Linked DNA regions of Macaca fascicularis: region 2 is linked to region 1. The links are chromatin contacts, called in public Hi-C maps. All regions are on one chromosome and are shown on one strand. Each heading gives the region's core, a stretch centred on a gene start, on an enhancer-like site or on the middle of the called end of the contact. The rest is flanking DNA. Distances are from core to core; before and after follow the strand shown.

Region 1 (2,700 bases), core at 137-2,636:
TTATGGTGAGAAAGAGAAGAGACAGTACTTGCATTGGATGTTTTAAGACAACATACACTTCTAGTGTGATTCGTAAACCTTTCGTACTAGGGAGGGACATTTCAAAGTGCCACTTTGGGAAGCTCTGGCGGAGAGACATGTCATGTTTAAAGATCCATCACAAAGGGACCGCTTGCCTGATCTGTGGCATCAGAATTGTATTAGGTGGTTGATGGTTTAATAAAAGAAAACCACAGTAGAATAATGGGGGAGGATGGGTAAGAGGGGCTGGAGAGTAGACTCGAGAAGAAAGCATCATCTGAAGGACTCACTGGCTATAATGAGAGAGTGGAGATCTTCTACTGACCGGCAGCCATCAGTAAAGGCTTTGAATCCTTCGGGAAACAACACCAGGCTTGCATTTTGTTGGGCGGAGCAAAGACACAATAGCTTTGAGATTAAGAGTACTCCGATTTGAAAATAATTTACTCCTGGTAAAAGTAATTGAGAATATGATCAATAGAAAGACATTCAAATCAAACTTGTTGAACAAGAGCCTTCCAGAAAATGTAGCAGAATGTCAGAGGGCAAAAAGGCTTTCAGGTAAAAATGTATCATCTCCCTTCCAGCAGTATTCCTGAGATGGTTAGACAATATGTGTGTTCTCAGGGAGGCATTAAAAACTGGTCTGGAATAGAGAGTTAACTACAACCAGCGTCACCCTAGAACTGGAAGAGCTTTGGAGATCATCTAATCCAAATACTCCCCTTCCCTCCCAGCCCAGATGCTTTCAGGAAAACTGAGACCAGAAAGGTTAAGTGAATTACTCATGTGCCTGTTGGTGCCGTGTAAACACCTTCAGCTTATTCAGCTTGTTTGGAGTTGCTAGAGAGGCAACTCCAGACTTCTTTATTCCATTATATTTGAAGTAAGTAATAAACAAAAAGCAAAAGGAAATTCAAACTAATCAAAAGGGAAAATGAAATAACAACTTAGGTTGATAGTTCCATAGTAGCACTGATCTGGAGGCACAGCTGCAGTCAGCTGCCTTGTGTAAGAAGTCAGCGTGGAAGTGGGAGTGGTGGAGTCAAACCAAGGAAACAGAGGACATGGGGCGCGGTGCATCCACCAAAGCACTTTGAGTCACTGATTCTGGGGTCGCAGAGAGAACTGCTGCCCTCAGCGGGAGGTTCAGGGTTCTCTGCTCCTAAGGTACTCAAGGCCCCTTTTTAAAACTGTCGGTGTCCTAATATGGCGCATCTTCCTGACGACTTCAGATGCTGTGGACCTTAATCTAGACATGACACTCTTTAACTCGCATTTGTGTCAGCTGAAAACAGAAGTTCAGAGCGTGTGTATCTTTTCTTATCTGCAGCTATTTCCCTGAAGCTGAAAACTGGGTACTTAAAGGAAGTTAGCATCCCAGTCACATTCATGGGCTGTGCAAGGTCTCGCCCAGGAGCCTTACCCCAGGATCTGACTTCCAGCCCTTCCTGCACCTGCGACTTGGGCTGTGCTGGAATCCCAGCCCCCAAAGCATGCTTGGTGGCGTTTCTTTGTTTGTATTTGGAGGGGAAAGGAAAGAAGACCGTGATATTTATGGAAAGTCATTAGGAGTGAAGAGCCTCTGAACCCATATGAAAGGAAGAGAAACCTTGGCTTTGGAGCACAAAGAAAGCTCAGCATAAAATGGAAAGCGGATCTTGAAATTTCGTCAGAGGCCAGAAGAGCAGGGAAGCAGGGCTGCTGTGTGCAGTGTGCAGGCCCCGGAGTCAGAAGTCCGGTTTTGTTTTCTCTCCTCTGTGCTGTCTCAGTTGGCAACTCTGGCAAGTTTCTCAACATCTCTGTTCCTCATTTTTCTTCTTGGGAGTGGCTGTTCCGATTCCTGCCTCCTCGGGATACTGAGCCAACACGAGAGTTCTGTGAGGAGGGGAATTCTGTTTTCTGTTGTTTTTCATGTGTTTCTGCGTGGAAACAGTTCTTGTGCTTAGCACTGTCAGCTCATCTTCATAGCTGGGATCTTCGTCAGCTGAGGCTGAGGGCTTCTCTGGGCCTCTGTGGCTCCCAGCATGGGATGTTTTGGGGAAACATGCCCAGTCCGAGGAGTGGAGAGATCTGCCTTCTGCATGCTCATGGCCAGCCCCCCGCGATCACTCAGGCTTGTGTGAAGTCACTGGAGAACAGTGGCTGACAAACAGGCCCAGAGACTCCAGGCTGGGACCAGTGGAGTCCACGTTCTTACTTTCCTTGTTTAAGGAATGCACCTGTGGCACAGTTTGTCCATTTGTTCTTTTGCCTTTAATTGATAGACAGCCTGGTCTGGGGCTAATGCTCTCGGTGGAAGAAAGGGCTCTATCTGGGCTGGAGCCATCTCATCCCAGCGCTGCCACCAGGAAGATGTGAGACAGAAGCCAGCCCCTCAGCAGGGACCAGGTGGAAAGCTGGAAGGCACTGGAGCATAAGAGCTCTTCTGCATAACGGGGGATAAGAGCAGCTGCTTCCTGACGTAGGACCCCTGTGAGACCTGCATGCAAAGCCTGTGGCATGGCATTGACCCGTAGTGCTCCCCTCTTTTAGAATGTTCGCTTCCTTTAGAACATGAGCTTCACTTTTGGATTTTCTCGTGTTTTGAAATATACGTCACCTAAAATTTACCATACTTTTGGGTATGGGGTTATTAAATTCAGAGTTGGAACTAAATGGGAGGAAAGGCAGTTAAGG
Region 2 (2,700 bases), core at 11-2,510, 80 kb before region 1:
TTTTGTGACAGAGAGGTGTTGGAGTTTTTTTCTCATTTTTTTTTTTTTTTTTTTTAGGCAACTGGTTACATACAAACAGCTATGGTCTCCCAGGAAGGAACTTTCTCTGTTGAATACAGAAGTCTGGGAAAAGACTGATGAAACTGCATGCGAGGAAGAAACAGGTCTAACTAAATGTGAATGTATACTTTTTTTAAAGCAAGGAACCACAAAGGGTAGGTCCCAAGGAAGCTGCATTGCTTGCTGCACCTGTCACGCGGGCTGTACCTTCTCTCATTTATTTCCATTTACAGCCTTGAAAACTGAGGCCTTAGGCTTTGGTTGAAAACCGAGGCCAAGGGTGCCCAGCCGTTGAGTTAAGGAGGCCCAAGCCGAATTTTGCTGGAAGTGCTCCAGTATAAAGCCTCTCTCAGAACCAGCCGCCACCAAGACGTCTTGAAGTCAAAGTAACTCACACCCTTGTCCACCTCGCCCTGCAATGAAGAAACTTCGGTCGCACAGGCTCCATAACTCATCTTGGCGTGAGCTGTGACTTACTGGGGGATGGGCCTCCTTTTCGTTCTAGCTACCAAGTGGAGCGGAGTGCCAGGTGGTGTCAGAGGGCGGGGCGGCCCCTCCAATGGTGGCACCCTCAACCACGGATAAGGTTCCAATTAGGTAAGGACGCAAGCAATGCTGTCCTTTCGGTTGACTGCTCCTTTCATTCCTTGCAAGTGGTCAGCGTCACAAAACGAATTTTCATTCGCTCTAAGCTGTCACACCAGCCTTGCTAACCGGATGGTCGGAGCCCCGTGCTTTCGCCGGACGCCCTCTTGGAACCTTCAGGCCACCCTGAGGATGGGCAGTCGGGTGCCCGCCCTCCTCCCCTACCGCCGCGGGCCTGCGCCCCCCACCCCGGACCGCGACTCGGGCGCTCTAGCGGCGCGTGCGGGCGCCCCTGGGTGCGAGCCACCGACTCACGAGCCGCTGCTTGTTGCTCCCGCCGCCGCGACCTGGGGAAGCGAAAATGAAATTGACTTTTCCGAGAAATGATGAAAGCGGCGCTGCCCGCCAATGAGCTGCGGCGGCGAACTTCCGCACCTCCCGGCCGGGCCGCTCGCGCCCTCCCTCCGCCTCCACCTCCTGGTTGCACAAGCTTGAAACAAACACTGGGGAGGAAGGGCGGAGGGAGGAGGGCGGAGAGGGGAGGCGAGGGAGGGAGCGCGGCCGGAGGAGGGCGGGGGGTGGGGGGATTTCCAGCCGCGGCTCTTCGCAGTTTCCTCTCCTTGTTTTGCTTTCGATCTGGACTGTTCTCAGGCAAGCCGGGGAGTAACTTTTAGTTTTGCTCCTGCGATTATTCAACTGACGGGCTTTCATTTCCATTTCACACACCCTAGCAACACTTATACCTTGCGGAATTGTATTGGTAGCGTGAAAAAAGCACACTGAGAGGTAACATTTTTCAAATAATAGTTGTGACTGTGCGTGTGTTTCTCTCGAGGGCATGTTTCTGGGGACTGTGGGGGGCCGTGTGTGTATGCGTGTCCTGATGCCTTGACACGATGTTTTGCAGACGGAAAATGCCGGGGTTCATAAATATTAATACCGATTTTTGGAGGAACAGTCGGCGCAATTATGGATCGCCTGATTTTAGGGGAAGCAGGTTCTGCTGCTGTTGCTGCTGCTACTGGGGCTGCTGAGGCTGCGAGGAGGAGGAGGAGGTAGAGAGGGAGGAGGAGGAGGAGGAGGAGGAGGTTGGTGGAGGTTTAATTTCACTTTTGGATTTGCAGATGCGGAGAGGTGGCTCCATGGACACAGACCTGCTGTGTGTGCTTCTGCGCCCCAGGTGTTGTGTGTGGGGGTGCAGGTCCGCTGGAGTCGGGCCTCATTTAAAACAAAATTGTGTGTATGTGCGTGTTTGTGTGTGCGCGTGTGTGTGTGCAGCCACCGCCGTCAGCGGATCCGAAGGAGGGGAGCGGGTCCTTCTCGGTGCCCGCGGCGGCGTCTCTCCAGGCTGCCTCCAGCGTAAATAAGCAGGCACCGCCGCCCGCCCGGCTGCCCGCGCCCGCGCCCCGGCCGGGAGGAGCGCCTCCAGCCACGGCCAGAGGAAACTTGCTGGGGCGCCCCGCGGCGGTCCCGGGGCTCGCCTGCCTGCCGGGCTCGGAGTCGGGTCGCAGGCGTCGGGTGCCAGCGGCCCGGGCGGGACGGCGGGCTCCGAGCCGGGCCGGGCGCCGGGCCTGGCCGACGCGCCCTGCTTCCTGGGGGCTGGGCCGCCGCCGCCGCCGCTCGGAAGGGACGCCGCGTCCTCCTTCCCGCCGGCCAGCGCCCGGTCGGGCCCTGGGGCTTTGTCATTGCACTTGTCCCGGCGCGCGAGGGGCTCGGGCGGCGCGTCCCGGGAGGGCACCGCGCCGAGGGGTCAGCCGCCCGGGCCGCGGCCTAGCGCCGTGCGCCCCCGGGTCCCCGCAGGCGCCCCCGGCCGGCCTCGCGCGCTGGGCCTGACCCGCCTCGGCTACGGAGCGGGCGAGGTGGGGGCGGGGAGCCTCCGGGGACCGAGCGGCGCCGTGGGGGCCAGCGTCCCCTCGGGGTCCCGGGGCGCGGGCCGCGGCGGGGTGGGGACGCGAGTGCCCGCCCCGTGCCCTCCGACCCGGCTCCGGGCGCCGGGTGACATTCGCCCGCTGGCCGAACATGGTTGGTGCAAAGCCGCGGCGGCCGCCACTTCCT

Evidence for each region. A called contact is a pair of places that touch in the nucleus more often than the background predicts.
Region 2: a Hi-C map of liver shows a contact between it and region 1, with 1.8 times the contacts expected there. The contact joins the promoter of IRF2 here to the enhancer-like site in region 1. A contact is called at or near these places in 2 of 2 Hi-C or Micro-C datasets (liver and skeletal muscle).

The regions. Positions count from the first base shown.
Region 1 is chr5:189,180,192-189,182,891 of T2T-MFA8v1.1, reverse strand. It overlaps IRF2 (interferon regulatory factor 2), which reads left to right. Exons shown (of 10, transcript XR_012435265.1): 8 at 1,355-2,496. Among named protein-coding and RNA genes, the nearest start is that of IRF2, 80 kb to the left of the region's middle. Within about 2 kb of position 1,386, at least 2 of the 6 cell types and tissues checked have an H3K27ac peak or open chromatin away from gene starts, as enhancers often do. A contact at or near this core is called in liver, where this site is marked.
Region 2 is chr5:189,260,264-189,262,963 of T2T-MFA8v1.1, reverse strand. It overlaps IRF2 (interferon regulatory factor 2), which reads left to right and starts at 1,260. Exons shown (of 10, transcript XR_012435265.1): 1 at 1,260-1,431.